Linked DNA regions of Sus scrofa: region 2 is linked to region 1. A link is a contact called in public Hi-C data. All regions are on one chromosome and are shown on one strand. Each heading gives the region's core, a stretch centred on a gene start, on an enhancer-like site or on the middle of the called end of the contact. The rest is flanking DNA. Distances are from core to core; before and after follow the strand shown. Region 1 holds the start of TLE2 (transducin-like enhancer protein 2). Region 2 holds the start of SGTA (small glutamine rich tetratricopeptide repeat containing alpha).

What was found. A called contact is a pair of places that touch in the nucleus more often than the background predicts.
Region 2: a contact with region 1 is called in a Hi-C map of liver, with 5 times the contacts expected there. The contact joins the promoter of SGTA here to the promoter of TLE2 in region 1. A contact is called at or near these places in 1 of 5 promoter capture datasets (liver) and 1 of 47 Hi-C or Micro-C datasets (liver).

Annotation. Positions count from the first base shown.
Region 1 is chr2:75,508,574-75,512,781 of Sscrofa11.1, forward strand. It overlaps TLE2 (transducin-like enhancer protein 2), which reads left to right and starts at 1,703. Exons shown (of 20, transcript XM_021084148.1): 1 at 1,703-1,869.
Region 2 is chr2:75,876,848-75,881,055 of Sscrofa11.1, forward strand. SGTA (small glutamine rich tetratricopeptide repeat containing alpha) reads left to right here and starts at 2,285. Exons shown (of 12, transcript NM_001244392.1): 1 at 2,285-2,340. It overlaps THOP1 (thimet oligopeptidase 1), which reads right to left and starts at 583. Exons shown (of 13, transcript NM_214223.2): 1 at 455-583. The coding sequence starts at 470.

The sequences.
Region 1 (4,208 bases), core at 453-2,952:
CAAACTTAAGGGTTCAGTGAGTGATGAGGCTTCTGAAGGAAATGAGAGAAGCTGACCAGGTAGGGAGGGTGGGGGCTACTGCAGCCAAGCTGGCCAGGCCAGGCCTCCCTAGATTGTGATGTTCAATGTTCTAAGACCGGAAGGAAGAGATGTGCCAGCCATGGTCTGGGCAAAGGAAACAGCTTGTGCAAAGGCACTGGGGCAGGACCATGCCTGGTGTGCTGGAGGAACAGCCAGGAGGCCTATGTGGCTGGAGGGGAGTGAGTGAAGAGGAGAGAGGGAGGGGGTGCGAGGAGGAAGGTGATGGGGGTCAGATCATGTCGACAGAGGTAGTGAGGTTGGATTTTGTTCTGAGGGTGATGGAGAGCTATGGAAGATTCTTGAGCAGAGGGAAGGATGGGAACTGATTCGCATTTTAATGGAGGATCCAGGATGTGAGAGGAGTGGAGAGTGGGTGCAGAGCCCAGCTGTGGAGTGTGAAGGGAGGCCAGGAGAGAAGGACCCTTTGGGGCATAAAGGGAGAGCAAATGGCTACCCCTTTCTGAGCATTTACTATTAATTATTTTAAGTACTTTGTACGCTTGAGCTTTTTTGAAGATTCCATTAGCAACCTTGCTTTCCAGATGAGAATACCCACTGAGCCCAGGTCCATCCTGGACTCCCCAAAGCCTCTTTTTTTTCCCCCTGAGCCATCCAGTTCTTGCCCAGGAAGAGGCTGGAATTTGAAGCCCCCTGCCAATCCTAGTGCTTCCTGCCACTGATTGCATTTTCCCCTGTTTCCCATTGGCCAAAACCTATTGGGACTTTACAGACCCTTGTGAAAGTAGGCAGAGGGGTATTACCACTCTCTGGTTCACAGCCAGGGAATGTTCAGAGGTCCACCCAGCAAGGCAAGGCCTTGGTCAGAGCTCAAGTCTCCTCAATCACCATCTTTCTTCTTCCAGGGTGGTTTAGGGTGATATAAAGTTACTGCTCAAAGGAGGCAACTCCTATGCATTCTGCAGAACCCCAGCTTAAACACCACCAACCCCCACATCTAGGAAGTTTTTCCAACTCCCCAAGCAGTCACCACACTCTTGGCTCTGCCCCAATCCCAGCCGTGACCAATCTCCGGGGGCCGAGTGTTGTGCTTGGTTTCCCCCAGCTTCCCTAAAATTGGGAACACACTGGGGGCCAACAGAAAGCACGGTTTCATGACTAAGTCTTGTGCAACCATCTCACTACACAGGTGAGGAAACTGGGGCCCCGAGAGATGCCCCAGTCTTTAGATCACGTGAGGGGAGCGCTAGAACAGGCCAGGAGAGCTCCCCTTGGTCCAGGGTGTAAGGAAACCTGTGTGTGATTTTTCTGAGGGGGTTTTAACGCCAACCGTGGCGGGAACCAAGGCTTAGAGGTCACCCGCGAGCCCTGGCCAGCGGGAAGAGACAGGCCTGGCTGGTGGCCCGGCAGCTCGGCTAGGGGGGCGGTAGGCAGAGGTTGGTGAAGTCGGAAGCCAAAGGCTTGGCCTCCCCGAGGGAGCCGCTTTCCCGGCCCGGGTCGGATCAATGGGCTGTAATTATACCGCGCCGGGCCGGGAGCCGGCGGGGAGGGAGCGGGAGCTGGCAGGAGAGAGGCAGCGGGCGGGGGAGCGCGGGCCGGAGAGGGACCCACGTTACTTTGATTGACAGACCGGGCCGGCGCCGCGCGGGAGCTTCTGGGGCTCGTAGTCTTTCCAAGAACCCTTGCCGTGGACTTCTCTCCCGCTTGCGCGCGCGGGGAAACTGAGGCACAGGGACCAGCCACTGCCTCCTTTCGCTGGCACATGGGTTCATTCCTCCCCATCCGACCCGATGACAGAAACGGAGCCGTGCTGGAATCCTCTGGGGTTAGGTGAGCATCTCTGTTCTTCCCCGGGCGTCCAGAGTGACTTAATGTCTCTTTACCTCAGTTTACCTATCTGTGAAATAGGGCGAAAGGCGCTAGTCGCCCCGCCAGCCGGCCGGGCTTTTGCAAGGTAGTATGTTGGCTGATGGACTCTTGTTTTTAAGGGTAGACACGCCAGGCTCAGGGGGTGCCTCGCTTCTCCTTGTTTTTGGATACTAAGCCAGCCGGATCCCCACCCCCTTCTCCAACATTGGCAGTCTCCGGCATCCACGAGGGTCTCTGGGAGGGGGAGCCACACTCTCCGTCCCCCGCTGGGAGCGCCTCGCCGCCTTCCGATTGGCCCAGACGATCCTAGAGCCTTCTGCCATTGGTTGCGGGCTCCCTGATCCCCATTGGCTGGCGCCTGTTGTGACGTCATGGACCCATGTGGGAGCGCCGCGGATGGATTGGCTGGCGCGCCCAGCCAACCACCGCGGAGAAAGGAATTTCCACAGTAGCTGAGGCGGCGAGGCTGATTTAAGGTGGTCTGAGCAATCCGGGGTCCCAGTGCTGCTTCTCAGCTTTTTCCTTTAAAAAAAAAAAAAAAAAAAAAAAAAAAAACACACCCACATCCACATCATAAAAACCCAGCCAGGAACCAGGGCTGAGTCTTTCTGTACAGTGGGAGGGGAGAGATCAAAAGCTAAGTCCCTTCCTCCAATTTTGCAGCCTCTCCCCCGGGTTTTGCAGATGGGGAAACTGAGACCCAGAGGGGTGGGGGGTTAAGCCATGGAGTGAGCTGGGGAAAGCCTTCCCTGTGAAATGAGAAGGTTGTGCTAGACTGCCCAGGCTGTAACTCACTCCTGGCAGCCGTTTCCCTGCCTCCTGCTCTGGCCGGATGTGGCATTTCAGCGAGTTATCAAGTAATCTGCCTGTGAGATGGGTCCCCTCATCTCACAGATTGCTCTCTGCTGAGCCTCCCCAAATTCTCAAAGCTGGGACTGCTGCTGCACAGAGAGCAAATCGTCTCCTCCTTCCTGGCAGATTACAAACACGAGAGGAGTGTGTGTCTGTGTGTGTGTGTGTGTGTGTGGTTTTGTGGCTTCTCAGGCAACCCACAAATCTGTATTTACCCTCCTCTGTGGAGTGTGCTTGGCTGAGGGATCTAAAGACTGGTGGGTGAAGGTCCCCTCCACCAGGAAGCCTCCTCTGAACTTAACCAGGCAGAGTTCCTATTCCTGCTCTGGGTCCCTTAGGTCCTGAGTGCTCCCTCTGCCCTGGCACTGACTCTATGGGCCTGAAGTGTGTCCTCAGCTCCATCTCACCCAGCCTGGTAGCCTCCTGGGCAAGGCCTGGGCCCTTCCTTGCTAGGGCCTCAGCATCTTCCTCAGGAGGAGAGGATTATAGAATAAATACCCATGTTCCTGCCAACTTTAGACAGTCTCTGTTCCGTGTGTGTGGAGGAAGAGAGGCCTTTTGGAGGAGCTGCCTCGAAGAGGTGCTATTTGGGTTGGGCCTTGAAGGAATGGATTTTCTCCAGGCAGAAAAGGAGCAGGAGGGAAATTCCAGAAAGAGATAGCAACATAAACAGAGGCCCAGAGGTGGGAAGGAACACAGATTAGGTAATCTGGCTGGTGGGGCTGGAGCAGAGAGAGTGTTTGAAAGGGTGGAGGGAGGTAAGCTGGGCCAGGCCAGGTGGTGCAGGGAATCTCAGGCTAGCCTAAAGAGCTGGGACTTTATCACAAGGGCACCCCCTCCCCATGCAGGCAGTTAAGTGAGGGAGGGCCAGACCCAGACTCAAACAGAAGGTGACAAGAGGGAGAAGGTGGCCTGAGATCCAAATGGAAGAGGAGGAAGAGCTGGTGATGGCAGGGGGCTGTGGAGTTGTGGAGCAGGGTTGCATGGCAGGTGAGGGGGAAAGACGCCACTAGGTCGATGCTCTGTTCTGGGGGATCAGGGTGGACTGGGGCCTGTCAGGGTGAGGGACAGATCTGGGGAAAGACAGTGCATCCAGTGGCCTGGGGGACCTCCAGGAAATATTTGTTTGTTAGTGGCTATACCCTCAGGGCTGGGTCTCCCAGGGGTAGGGACCAGGGGTAGAGTCAGAGCTTGGAGCCATCTTCACAAAGGTGATGATTCAAGCCTCAAAGAGGACACAGCAGCGGCTTAGAGCCTGGGCAGCCAGAGGGCTGGGCAAAGGTGACATTCAGGTGACCAGGCTACGTGAAAAGAGATCAGCCCTCAGAAAGGAAGGGCAACCAGGTCAGGAGGGCGTGGGAGCAGGGAGAGGAAAGGCCACTCTGGGCAGAGCTGCAAGATGAAGATGAAGAAGGAATCTTTGAACTTGAGGAGATGGAGAACTTTTG
Region 2 (4,208 bases), core at 1,035-3,534, 370 kb after region 1:
CTTCTCCCGCAGGACAACTGCTTCTCTCCACTGGGTCCAAGCTGAATCAAATGCCACTTCCTGCGAGAAGCCCTCCAGGACTGCCCTCCCTTAAAGATGTATGACCAGCCCCAGCACCAACCACCATCTAAAGTCCTTGCTTGATTTTGCTTCTTGAATGCTGGTCTCCGGCTTTGGAACTGTGTCTAGAACTCCCTCAAGTCCATCCCAGAGCCCGACCCGTCCCCAGCAGAAGAAACATGGAGTTTGCCGAATGAGTGAAGGCGCGCTGGAACACGGATTCATTCTGGGGCTCGCCGACCCCCTCCTCCGTTCGGGCCCGGATCACTTGAGGGTCACTGGGCTCCGCTCGTAGGCCCCAGTGGCGACCCCGGGGAGGAGGCAGGAGTGCGCACGAGTGCGCACCGGGCGCCCGGATCTGGTGAGCGGGGCCGCACCAAGGGGAAGCAGGTACCTGCTGGGGGCTTCATGGTGGGCGAATGTTCAGTGACGGCCCCTCCCTCCACCTGGTCCGCGTCGGAGCAGCGGTCAGCAGCCTCGGTCCTCTCTGCTGCCGCAGCTGTCCCGACTGAGGCGCCCGCCGCCCGCGCGCCCACCGGATGCTGGGAGAGCGTGTGTGCTGGATAGTAGGGCGCAAGCGCGCGCCCTAGCCCCACCTACATCGCGAGGCGGAGCGCAGGGGCGCAGACTTCCTCTGCGCGGTCGCTTGAACCACCCCCGTCCATCATTGGCTCTTAGTGGTGAGAGGGCGGAGCCTTCGGGAAGGCTAGCGGGGGAGGTGTTTCCAGGGGAACCCACCCCGCAGGCGCCTCGAATCTTTTCTGCGGCTCTTTGTGCCAGTCGTTCGTTTGGGCTTCTAGCTCCTGTATTAATTTGTCATTACCTCCTCCCAACCTTAATTGTGTATTTGGCTAGTTTTGCAAGTTTTTACCTTCACCTAAGGCGCTCCGTTAGTGGTCGCTTACGAAACCTCAGGCACTTATTCCATTACCAACATCCTGCTCATCTTCTAGCATCTAATGGTTAAAGGTCCTCCACATATACCAGCTGAATCCAGTTAGACAACCAAATTAAGAAGACATTTATTTAAAAAGCAGAAATGTAAGCAAGCATCATTGAGAAAGCTTCAGTAAACCGATGCAGAACTTCAAACAACAGGTGTGTTGGAACTGTGCCTTACCTGCATGTAGTATTGTCAGTTAAAAAAAAAAAACAAAAAACACCTTGAACCGTCTAAGGCACACAGAAAGAAAAACCTAAGAAAATTAAAACTGGTCCCTAAACCTACGTCTTTTATTTCTGCAAAATAAATGAAAATAACCCAGGGTGTTGAGTAAACCCAGGGTGTTGAGTACATGCATTTTAAGTTGAATAAAAATGAATTAGGAAAAAAAAAAATGAATTGGGAGAACACTCTGGCAACTTGAATGCTAATGGTGGTCATTTAATAGGGAATGTCTCATTACTGACCTTCGATTTCTTTCTCTCTTGAGCACATCCAGCGTAATCCTACGTTAGTCTTCATTTTTGCTGTTCCCTGTACCTGGAGTGTTTTCCCAGTTCTCCAAATCTACATGTGAAACAGAGGTCTTCCCTAACCAACCCAACAAATTTACCGCCCCAATCACAATCAGAACACCCCATTTTTTTCTACACAGTGCTTGCCATTAAGTAGAACTTGTTCATTTACGTATTAGTTTACCAGTTTATTGTCTGTGTACCCCAATACAAGGTAATGAAAGCAAAAGTTTTGCTGGTCTTTATAGTTTGTGTGTAATAAATACTTGTTTACTATTATGCACCTACTGTAAACAAATATCTTAGTATTCATTCTTATGGATTGAATGAATGAAATAACGAACTCGCGGATGTTTGGGTGGGTGAATATATGAATAAATACAGTGAGAGGGTAACAGTCGCCCCCACTCAAAGACCGCCTGTGATCCTCTGGGCGCCAGATACCCAAAAGCAGCAGGTGCACCACGTGGCGGACACGGTGCCACGTGACGGGCTCGGCCGACCCACAAGAGTCCACCACTGTCCCACCATGCACCGCTCCATTTCGGCCTAGAGGACAAGTTGATCCGGATTTCCGGCCTCCGTTCGGTCGCAGAGGTCAGTTGCCCTAACGACGAGCTCGTTCCCGCCTCTACATTACGTCACTTCCTCCTACTCCCGCCTTGATAATTGGTGCGCCTGCGCAGAATGAAATCCAGCGGCCACCGGCTCCTTCTGCGCAGGCTGCGGGGCTGGGGGCGGAGCGGGGCTGGGGGCGGGGCCGGGCAGTGCCGCGGTGCGCAGGCGCCGCCGTCGGTGGGTCCGGGTTCGGCTGCTTGAGAGGTGAGTCGCGGGTTCGGCGCTGAGCCGGATGTACCTGGGGTCAGTGGCTCGGGGCTCCTGGGGTTCCGGGGTGGGTAAGAGGACGTCGATCTGGGGCGGGGACGCCGCAATTGGGGGAGTGTTGTGAGTGAGCAGCGCGGAGGGAAACTGAGGGCAGGAGGTATCGGGCGGGCCTTTGCCCGCCGGGATCTCCCTCCCCTGGACCCTAGGCCCGGGAAATGCGGGTTCGCAGGTCCGTGAGTGGATAGCAGGAGGTAAAGCGCCCCGCACGTAGTAAGCGCTCGCCGAGTGGCCGCTGCTTCCCGGAAACACGGTTCTTTTAAGCCGGAGTCCCTCTGTTCCTGGGGTTCAGGTCGGGGTTCCTGTCCCAGCGCCGCCTCCACCTTGGTCAGTCTCTTGGCGTCTCGGAACCTCAGTTTCCCCTTCTGTAAAACAGGCGTTGTCACAGCCTCTGCCTAGGATTGGGGGGCTTCCCATGAGAATTAAAGTCGCAGAGACCCCAGCGCAACGTGAGAACACAGGAGGGGTCTTTTTTCACACTGAGGGCCTCTGCATGGTGTGCTGAAGTGAGACAAATCTGGGGTTGAAGACTAGGTCCTCCACCCCTGCTGGCTGTGGCCTCTTGGGCAAGTCGCTATCCGTCTCCCCCAGCCCTTTCCTTTTAGAATAGGGACTGTAGAAGTGTATGCTTCTTAGGGTCATTGTGAGGTTAAGTACACCTGGAGCATTCTTTAATCGGGTTCCTGCTACTTGTCTTCCTAGACGACAACTGGTTTTGTTAAGTGGCTGGAAGTGTGTGCGCTCTGCATCCCTGCTGAGTGATGTTCTTATTTTTTTTGGTGTTTGGTTTGCTTTTCCTCTCCCTAGACCAGTGGTTTTGTCCTTTTAGCGGACACTAGGCAATGTCTGAGGACATCTGTGGCTGTCACAACTGGGGGTGCTCCTGGCACCGAGGGGGTGGGGGCCATGTATGCTGCCCCATACCCCACAGTACCCAGGATGGGCCCACAGAGAACAGTCTGGCCCCAGATGTCCATGGTGCCAAAGCAGAATCCAACCCTAGACTAGTGATTCTTCACCAGTGTGCTTGCTGCACAGAGGCAAGGGGTGTGTGAGCCCCTGAGAAGTCACGTGCAAGGTTTTGTGTGTGTGCCCACTTTTGTGGTTGAGGAACGGGTATCTTGGAGTTCAGACTCTGAAATCAGACCATTTAGAACTGATTTGCATTTTAGCTGGGTGACCTTGGGTGGCACCCCCATCTTTAAAAGCCTCATTTTTTTGTTCTATAGAATGAGTTAGATTAAACAAACTGTAACCGGGGGGGTCAGGTCACCCTGCAGTCTGTTTTAGTGAAAGATTTTGTGGGAACACAGCCCACATACCACAGACGTGTTACCTGTGGCCTGAGAAGCTGGCCCTTTTCAGAAAATGTTTTGCTGACCCCTGAAATAAGCTTTTGCATATACAGCACTCGGGTCAGGGCATGAAAAGTCCTGAACACTCCAGGAATTTCACCTGAGGTTTATAATTCATTCTCCCATGGCTCTGGATCGGGTTAAGCTCTGACCTGGATTAAGAGCTGTTCTTACTTGGTTCCTGCATTTTCTAATTTTTTTTTTTTTCTTTTTAGTGCCACACCTACAGCATATGGAGGTTCCCAGGCTAGGGGTGGAATCGGAGCTACAGCTGCCGGCCTACACCAGGGCCACAGCAACTCGGGAACCGAGCCACATCTGCAACCTACACCACAGCTCATGGCAACACCCAGATCCTTAACACACTGAGCAAGGCCAGAGATCGAACCTGCAACTTTATGATTCCTAGTCTGATTGGTTCCCACTGCGCCACAGTGGGAACTTCTAATTTTT